2 separate regions of the Mus musculus genome follow, and region 1 is linked to region 2. A link is a contact called in public Hi-C data. All regions are on one chromosome and are shown on one strand. Each heading gives the region's core, a stretch centred on a gene start, on an enhancer-like site or on the middle of the called end of the contact. The rest is flanking DNA. Distances are from core to core; before and after follow the strand shown.

The links. A called contact is a pair of places that touch in the nucleus more often than the background predicts.
Region 1: a Hi-C map of bone marrow-derived macrophages shows a contact between it and region 2, with 29 read pairs. The contact joins the promoter of Enc1 here to the enhancer-like site in region 2. A contact is called at or near these places in 3 of 39 promoter capture datasets (embryonic stem cells, frontonasal cranial neural crest and pre-B cells), 3 of 15 datasets of contacts at CTCF or cohesin (CD8 T cells and the NIH/3T3 cell line), 66 of 484 Hi-C or Micro-C datasets (B cells, B-cell progenitors, CD4 single positive thymocytes and 48 more), 39 of 115 datasets of contacts at active chromatin or transcription factors (CD8 T cells, the HPC-7 cell line, T-cell acute lymphoblastic leukemia and 28 more) and 4 of 9 other capture datasets (adipose tissue, liver, macrophages and 1 more).

Annotation. Positions count from the first base shown.
Region 1 is chr13:97,239,714-97,242,856 of GRCm38.p6, reverse strand. Enc1 (ectodermal-neural cortex 1) reads right to left here and starts at 1,752. Exons shown (of 3, transcript NM_007930.4): 1 at 1,328-1,752.
Region 2 is chr13:97,957,430-97,961,048 of GRCm38.p6, reverse strand. Arhgef28 (Rho guanine nucleotide exchange factor (GEF) 28) reads left to right here. Exons shown (of 36, transcript NM_012026.2): 23 at 3,220-3,342. Among named protein-coding and RNA genes, the nearest start is that of Gm34388, 65 kb to the right of the region's middle. Within about 2 kb of position 1,513, at least 30 of the 459 cell types and tissues checked have an H3K27ac peak or open chromatin away from gene starts, as enhancers often do. A contact at or near this core is called in VIP interneurons, bone marrow-derived macrophages, embryonic brain and 5 more, where this site is marked.

The sequences.
Region 1 (3,143 bases), core at 503-3,002, 720 kb after region 2:
GCTGGAATCCCACGGGGCTGGGGAGTCAGGGTGGTATAAAACAACGTTCACAACCAGGTGTATACTTAAGAAAACAGTTTGTCTAGAAGGCCTACAGGATGTGCACCACTCTGCATCCTGTGTTTATGCTGCTGTGTTTTCTAAGTCTCCCCCAGAAAACCAGGAGGCAGAGTCTAACCTGTCACCTTGGATCCCATCCCACTGGGAGAGAATGTCACTGTCACAATCTCTCATCTTGCAACCACTGTATGATTAAAACAAAAGGTGCTCCTGAAGACCCTAGGGAGACAACGTGCTCTCTGGTTTAGAATCATGCAAACATCAAAATATCCAGACATAATTTATACATACGGTTATACAAAAAACACCTTCAACATAAAACGAATCATCCTTTCCAACATTTTTTAAAGACCCCAGAGACATAAATCTGCATGCTAAGGAAATGACCCCCAAAATGCACACATATACTTAACTTGCGTCTACAAAGAAGGCAGAGAAAAAGACTGCTATTACTGTGAACATCAAAAGGGCACCTAGTTCAGTGACTTCAGTTCACTTCCTGCTGCTTCCAGGCAGGACGTCTGCCTCCAACACTGGGAGCACCTCCATCTCTCTCCTGGTTAAGCCTGATCTCGATCCCACGAGCAAAGAAGCCAGGCAGACGTTCCCAAGCACTCACATTACTGACAACAACGGAGCCACACTATAAAGATGTTTACCAAAATAGCTCTTGGCCACGCCGTCCCCTCCAACACTTGCAACGGCTACTCTCAACACGCTGGACATGCCAGTGAGGACGACACCAAATTACAAGTCCAAGTCCACTGTTTCATCTCCACCCCGCCCACCAATTCCTACCTAGCCTTTGAAATTAATAATGTCATTCTAAAAGGCAAAAGCTTGCAGGAGAAGAAACTCGTTTTTCAGGAACCAGTTTTCATTCATTTGGCTGCAGTCAAGTGGCCGCAGGAGGAGGTCTGCGCATGGCCTCCACCGCCCCCCAAAGCCGGCTACGAGGCACCCTGGGGAACCGATCCCACGCGCTGGGCTTCCTGGAGACTGCTAGGAGCCGGGATATTATCCCCAACCTGGTTCCTCGCACCCACCGATACTTGCCCGGGCGTTACACCGCAGAGGGGAGGCAAGTTGCTCTCCCAGTGCCGTTCCCACTCCAGCGACTGTTCTGCCTCGAGAGCACCTCCTGGGCTTAAGCCTCAGCCAGGGTGGCGGGCGCCGGCTCGATGCTCCCAAGCACACCCCGCGGCCGACTCCCACCGCCCGAAACCCGGGCGCCCGCAACAGGTTTGGGGTTGCAGGGCAAACTTACAGTAGTGGCGGCTGGCCTCTGCACACAACCGGCTGCGGTTCTTGCCTCGGTCACCCGCAGGGAGCCGACGAAGGGCGTCTCTGTTCCAGGAAGCGGTGGCGATCGCCGGGGAGAAAGGAGCGCTGGGAAGGGAGGCGATAGCGTCCGGGGTAGTGGCTCCCGGGCTGGTTTCGGCAGGCAGCTGACCTCGGTCTCCGGATCTGCTGCTACGGACCTGGCGCCCCGGCCGGGCCAAGCGTCTGCCGGCGCGCGCCTAGCCAGGGGAGAGTGAGCCTGCGGCGGCCGCGCCGCGGAGGAAGGCGGTCTGCACGCAGGGGGAGGGAACGGGGTTGCGGCGTGAGCGCTGGCGGCCGCCTGGCGTCGGCTCCGGGTCTCTGCAGCGCCTCCGTCGCGCCGCTGGCTCTGAGGCTGCGGGAGCTGACTGCGCCGGGCCACCGTGCGCCGGCCTATAAGTTGCGCCCGGGAGGGGGCGCGTATGCAAAGAGACTCGCTAGGGGGAGGAGGGAGGAAGCGCGTCCACTACGCGGGCAGGAGCGGGAGGAGCTGGGGGGGGGGATGACGGGGGGGGCGGTTAGCCGGAGAGGAACTAGGGGAGTGGGGCGGGGAGCGAACGGAGACAAAGCGGACGCCCTCGCTCAGCAACGGGCAGCTGCAGCCCTCGGGGACCGGGAAGAAAATAAGTTTTAGAGGCTCGGAGGGTCTTCGCCTCCTCGGGTCAACCCCATTCAAGGCTAGGTCGGGGGCTGGGGCACCCAACTCAGGGGAAAGCAGCCCTAGGCGCTTTCCTGCGCTCGAGGGTGCCGGGATCCTAAGAATGCTCAGTGGAGTAGCCAAGGCCAAGCTGGGGATCCACCGCTCCCGCATGCACTCACTGGGTTAGACACCCCAGCGGCAGGCAGAGCCTAGTTCCCGCAGGAGCAAGGGAAGAAGCCTAGGTCTGGACCTCGGGGAACACTGCAGGTTGCGCAAGTGGACATTGGGTTACTTGCTGGCAAGAGGCCAGACTCCAAACTCTTGTGGGGGGCTTCCTTCTCCACCCCAAGTTGGTGAGGAAGCCGCGGCAGGACTCTGTCTCGCTCGGAGCTGGAGCCGCAGCAACCCCAGCTGGGTCCTGAGGGCCCACGTGTTTCGCAACCAATCGCCCAGGGCCGCTAGATTCAAAGCCAACTCCTCCAAGGAGCAGACACGCTGCCTCCTCCTGGTAGGGAAGATGTCTGTTACCTTCGGAGACTTGGCCTTTCCTGGGTTTGGTTGGTTGGTGGAGTCTGGAGTTCAGTCAAGAAATAGCGTGTCCCCCCCCCCCAAAAAAAACAACAACCATCACCCCACACACACACCTAAAGTCTCGAGGGCCTAGCAAAAGAAGGAACTCTATCCTAAATAAATAAATAAATAAATAAATAAATAAATAAATAAATAAACAAACGTGGCCACAACTGTTTATGACTCTCATTTTTGACTCTCTGTGCTGGGAGCTAAAACGACACTTTGAGTTGGCTCTTATTCGGCATTTGAGATATGTAGGGACGAATTGTATAGATTATTAGCCCAAACCCTTTATTGTGCAGGTGAGGAAAGAGAGGTCTTTGGCGATGTGAATTGCCTGGCTGGAGACCTGCAGGGCCTCAGTAGTGGCCAGGGAGTTTGCCCTATCCTCTTCATCTCCCCAACGCTTCGCCCCCAGTCTTCCTTTTCTTAAGACACCAGGCGTAGCAATGGTTTAAACCGGCGCAGGAGGCTCCACATGGCGCTTCCTGAGACCACAGACTGCTGAAACCCGCAGGGTTGGTCCTTTATCCCAGCTCCCTCTCTCTGG
Region 2 (3,619 bases), core at 264-2,763:
TCTCTTAGCCCTTTCTACAGCTCTCCTTTGCAGACTCTTTATTGATTAAAATCCCTTGGAGAAATAGAAGCGATTTTATTACAGTTGCTAGGTAGGGGCCAGGGGCTTTCTTTTATTGGGTGTTGGTGGATCCTGGCTGCATAACAGATGTCAGAGGGCTTCTGACCGCCAATGACTATCTCCTGTGTATGGCTCAGGACCTGGCTTGGCAAACTGCAAGAAAGTCTTTACTGTCTGGAGGTTGTGAATCCCGGAACAAAAGAGTTCTTCTCATTTGTTTATTAACATATTCCAGCGCCTACAGTGGATCTGTGGATCCTTAGACTTGGAGTATTTGTTGAATGATTGATGAGAGAGAGAGAGAGAGAGAGAGACAGACAGACAGACAGACACACCAGGTGTAGCATCAGCTTATTGCTTTAGTGTGGCGTTTCCTAGGTGGATGTTGAAGTGTCACCTTCTCTAAGAATTACAGTATTTGAAATGTTCCCACTCTACCCAAGGCAGCCATGGAGTTAAGCTGTTGGTCTGTATGTGAAAGATAGAAAAGTTGGTTCACTGATGGCATAGATGGAATTAAATACAACATTTTCAATGCATATACAAATGTGGGGGCATGTTGCCTGGTAACCACTCTTACAGGTCTAACAACGGGAAGGTCTGTGTTAGAAACTTTTAACCAGAGAGAGATCTGCTTTGTAGTTTACAGTCTGAGCTCCGTTCTGTCTCTGACGCCTATCTGAAACAGGGTGGCATGAGGGACTTTGCAACATAGTTTAAATAAAATTGTCAGGATGCAGAGAGCATTCAAAACCGAAAGGGAAGGTTTTAATTCTGTCATGTGAAGTTATCTGAATTTCTCTTTCCTTAATATAAATAGTCACAATTTGATCCTTCTTGAACTCTAATCATTGAAACCGGTTTTGTTCTTAGATTATCGTTTTTTCATATTTAATGGAAATGTGTGTCTTTATCAGTTCCGTGTTTAATTTTGTGTGGCTGAAGCAGGGACAACAGTCGTGTCATCGGCATCACTGGACCTGGGCCCAGCAGCCCAAGGGTTAAAGCATAGATTTCCCTTTTGGGAAATGGATGAACTTGTCTGTGTTCCTGTCCCTTGTTGGTATGGTCAGTGTGGCGTGTGGCCAGAGTTCCTGGCTATTCCTCTCGCACTGTTCTTAGCCGGTGGTTGAGGGGCTGGGTTTCCAGGGAACAAAGGAGCAGACAGGTGTTTCAGGGTGTAGGAAGGCAGACTTGGTGCAGCCTAGGGTTTAACTGGATACATGCTTCAGAAGGCTGGGGTTAGGTGTGCTGGCACGGAGTCAGCAGAGACTCGTGTGTGGGTGGGAAATGGTGGATATGGTCCAAGTTCTTTCATTTTAGCTTCAGGGACAAAAGGCTTACCCAAAATTTGTTAAAAAAAAAAAAAATGAGGCTCAGTGTTCTGCCTCTCCGTGGTTTCCATAGGAACGAGCTAAGATCTGAGATTTGCTAAGTAGAATTTTAATTGCTTGCATTGTCATTCCTCCAGTTGTAACAAAGCATGCTGACACCACGGTCAGCATGCTAATCTCCATACCATCTGGACAATGATCTTGTCACAGGGCTTCCTACTTCCCTCTTGCCCCACTCCCAACTCCTCTGTTAAGTCCTGGAAACTGTTTACTTCTGTTATTTTTTTTTCAAAAACATTTTATAAATGGAAATACATAGTATATAGTCTTTAGGGAAATGACACAATTCTTTTAATCATATCAGTGGTTATATCTGTCCAGTAGTTAGTTCTTTTTTTCCTAGTAAAGAGTATTCGATGCTGTGGATGTACCCTGCGTTTCTACATTGCTCACTTATAGGAAGACATCTCATTACTTCTAGTTAATACCCATTACTGATCAACTTGCCATGGTTAGGTACAAACCCAGGTTTTGACTTTGTTGGAATAAAATCTAAAAATGCATTTTGTGGATTTTCTAGTAGGTTTTTTTTTTTAAGTCAGTTGTATAAGGTTGAGATTCACTTCTGTTTCTCTTCTCTTCTGTTTTTGTACAATTATAGAAAGGCAGTTCTCGTCCCCTGCCCCTAATGAGCTGGGTTTTGTGCCTTTGCCAGAAATCACTTGTGTGCGGGGGTTTCTACTCTGTTCTACAGAGTCCTGTGTCTATATCTTTCAATTCTGGCTTGAAAATGGGAACTGTGTAATAATCTTGATAAAGCTTTGTATTCATTTAGATTTTTTTCAAAACGTTTAAACCTTATATGCACGCGTGTGTTTTGCCTGCTTATGTCTGTGAACTACTTTTATTCCTGGTAGCAGCAAAGGTCAGAAGAGGGCATCAGATCCCCTGGAACTGTAGTTATAGAAAGTTGTGAGTTTCCATGTGGGTCCTGGGAAATGAATCTCGGTCTTCTGCAAGAGTAGCAGGTATTTTAAACTGCTAAGCCATCTCTCCAGCCTCTAGGCATTTAGAGTTTTGAACTCTCAATATTGTGTAGTTTTTATACAAGTGTTTTGTTGGACTTTATTTTAGCAACTGTCATTTAAGGATCATCTCTTCAGACGTACTATCTTCAGGTCATCTCATCAACACAGATAAAACGGAGCAGAGGAGAAAAGTCCAAAGATGGTGGAAGGCATTCTAAGTCCTTTTCTAGAGAGGCTGTCTGTCGCAGTGACCTTACTTGTGGATAGATTATGTAGAATGATCATGGTCTTAAGAAAAAAACCTCACAGCTAAATTATGTAGCCAGCCCTCCCAACACTGCCCTATGTCTCTGAATTCTATAAAGATCCCCCTAGGTCAGGCTGATGTAAGCAGTCAGCCCACAGCTTTCCTTCTCCCCACAAGTTAGCATGTTGGTTATTCTCTGTTCTCTTCTCATCATGGCTAATGATCACCCGTGAAGTCAGGCATTCAGTGTAAACAGTTCTACGACTAAGAGTTTTTAATAATGAAGCTGCATAAAAAAACAGAGCAAAAAATAAAGCATTGGATGTTTTCATCTGGCTGCTTGATCGTTTGTTTTGTACAATATGATCCTGTTAGGCTGGCCCTTTCTACTTAATCATTTGCTTTTATTTTAATTTAAGAAGTGCCCTGGGGGAAGGAGAGTGATTGTATTTGGGAAATCTATGGTGCTTTGAAATACACAAAAACTATGTGTTCTTTTCCCTACGAACCTAATGGCTGCATTTATAAACCATTATGGAAATGTTCTCAGTTTTCAGAGGAAAATGCAAGCAAAATGAAGAGGATCTATGGAGAATTCTGCAGCCATCACAAAGAAGCCATGAGTCTCTTTAAAGAGCTGCAGCAGAACAAGAAGTTTCAGAATTTTATTAAGGTAAGTAAGCGCTATTCAAACCCATTGCAGAGCAGGAGGCCAGTGTGTGGCAATAGTTCATGTTTGCGTCTTAATGATATAAGCATGTTTCATATCTCAGTTCTATTTCTCAGGGGAAGGAGAGGAAATGGTGGGCTCATAGCACAGGTGGGAAGTCTAGATGGTAGTAAAATATTTCTCCCAGACAATTTCATTTGCTGTCTTGTATTTGTAAGGCCATGTTCTCCAGGCTTCTGAGAATATTGGCAACGTTCAGGGAAGTGGTCTCATACCCTGA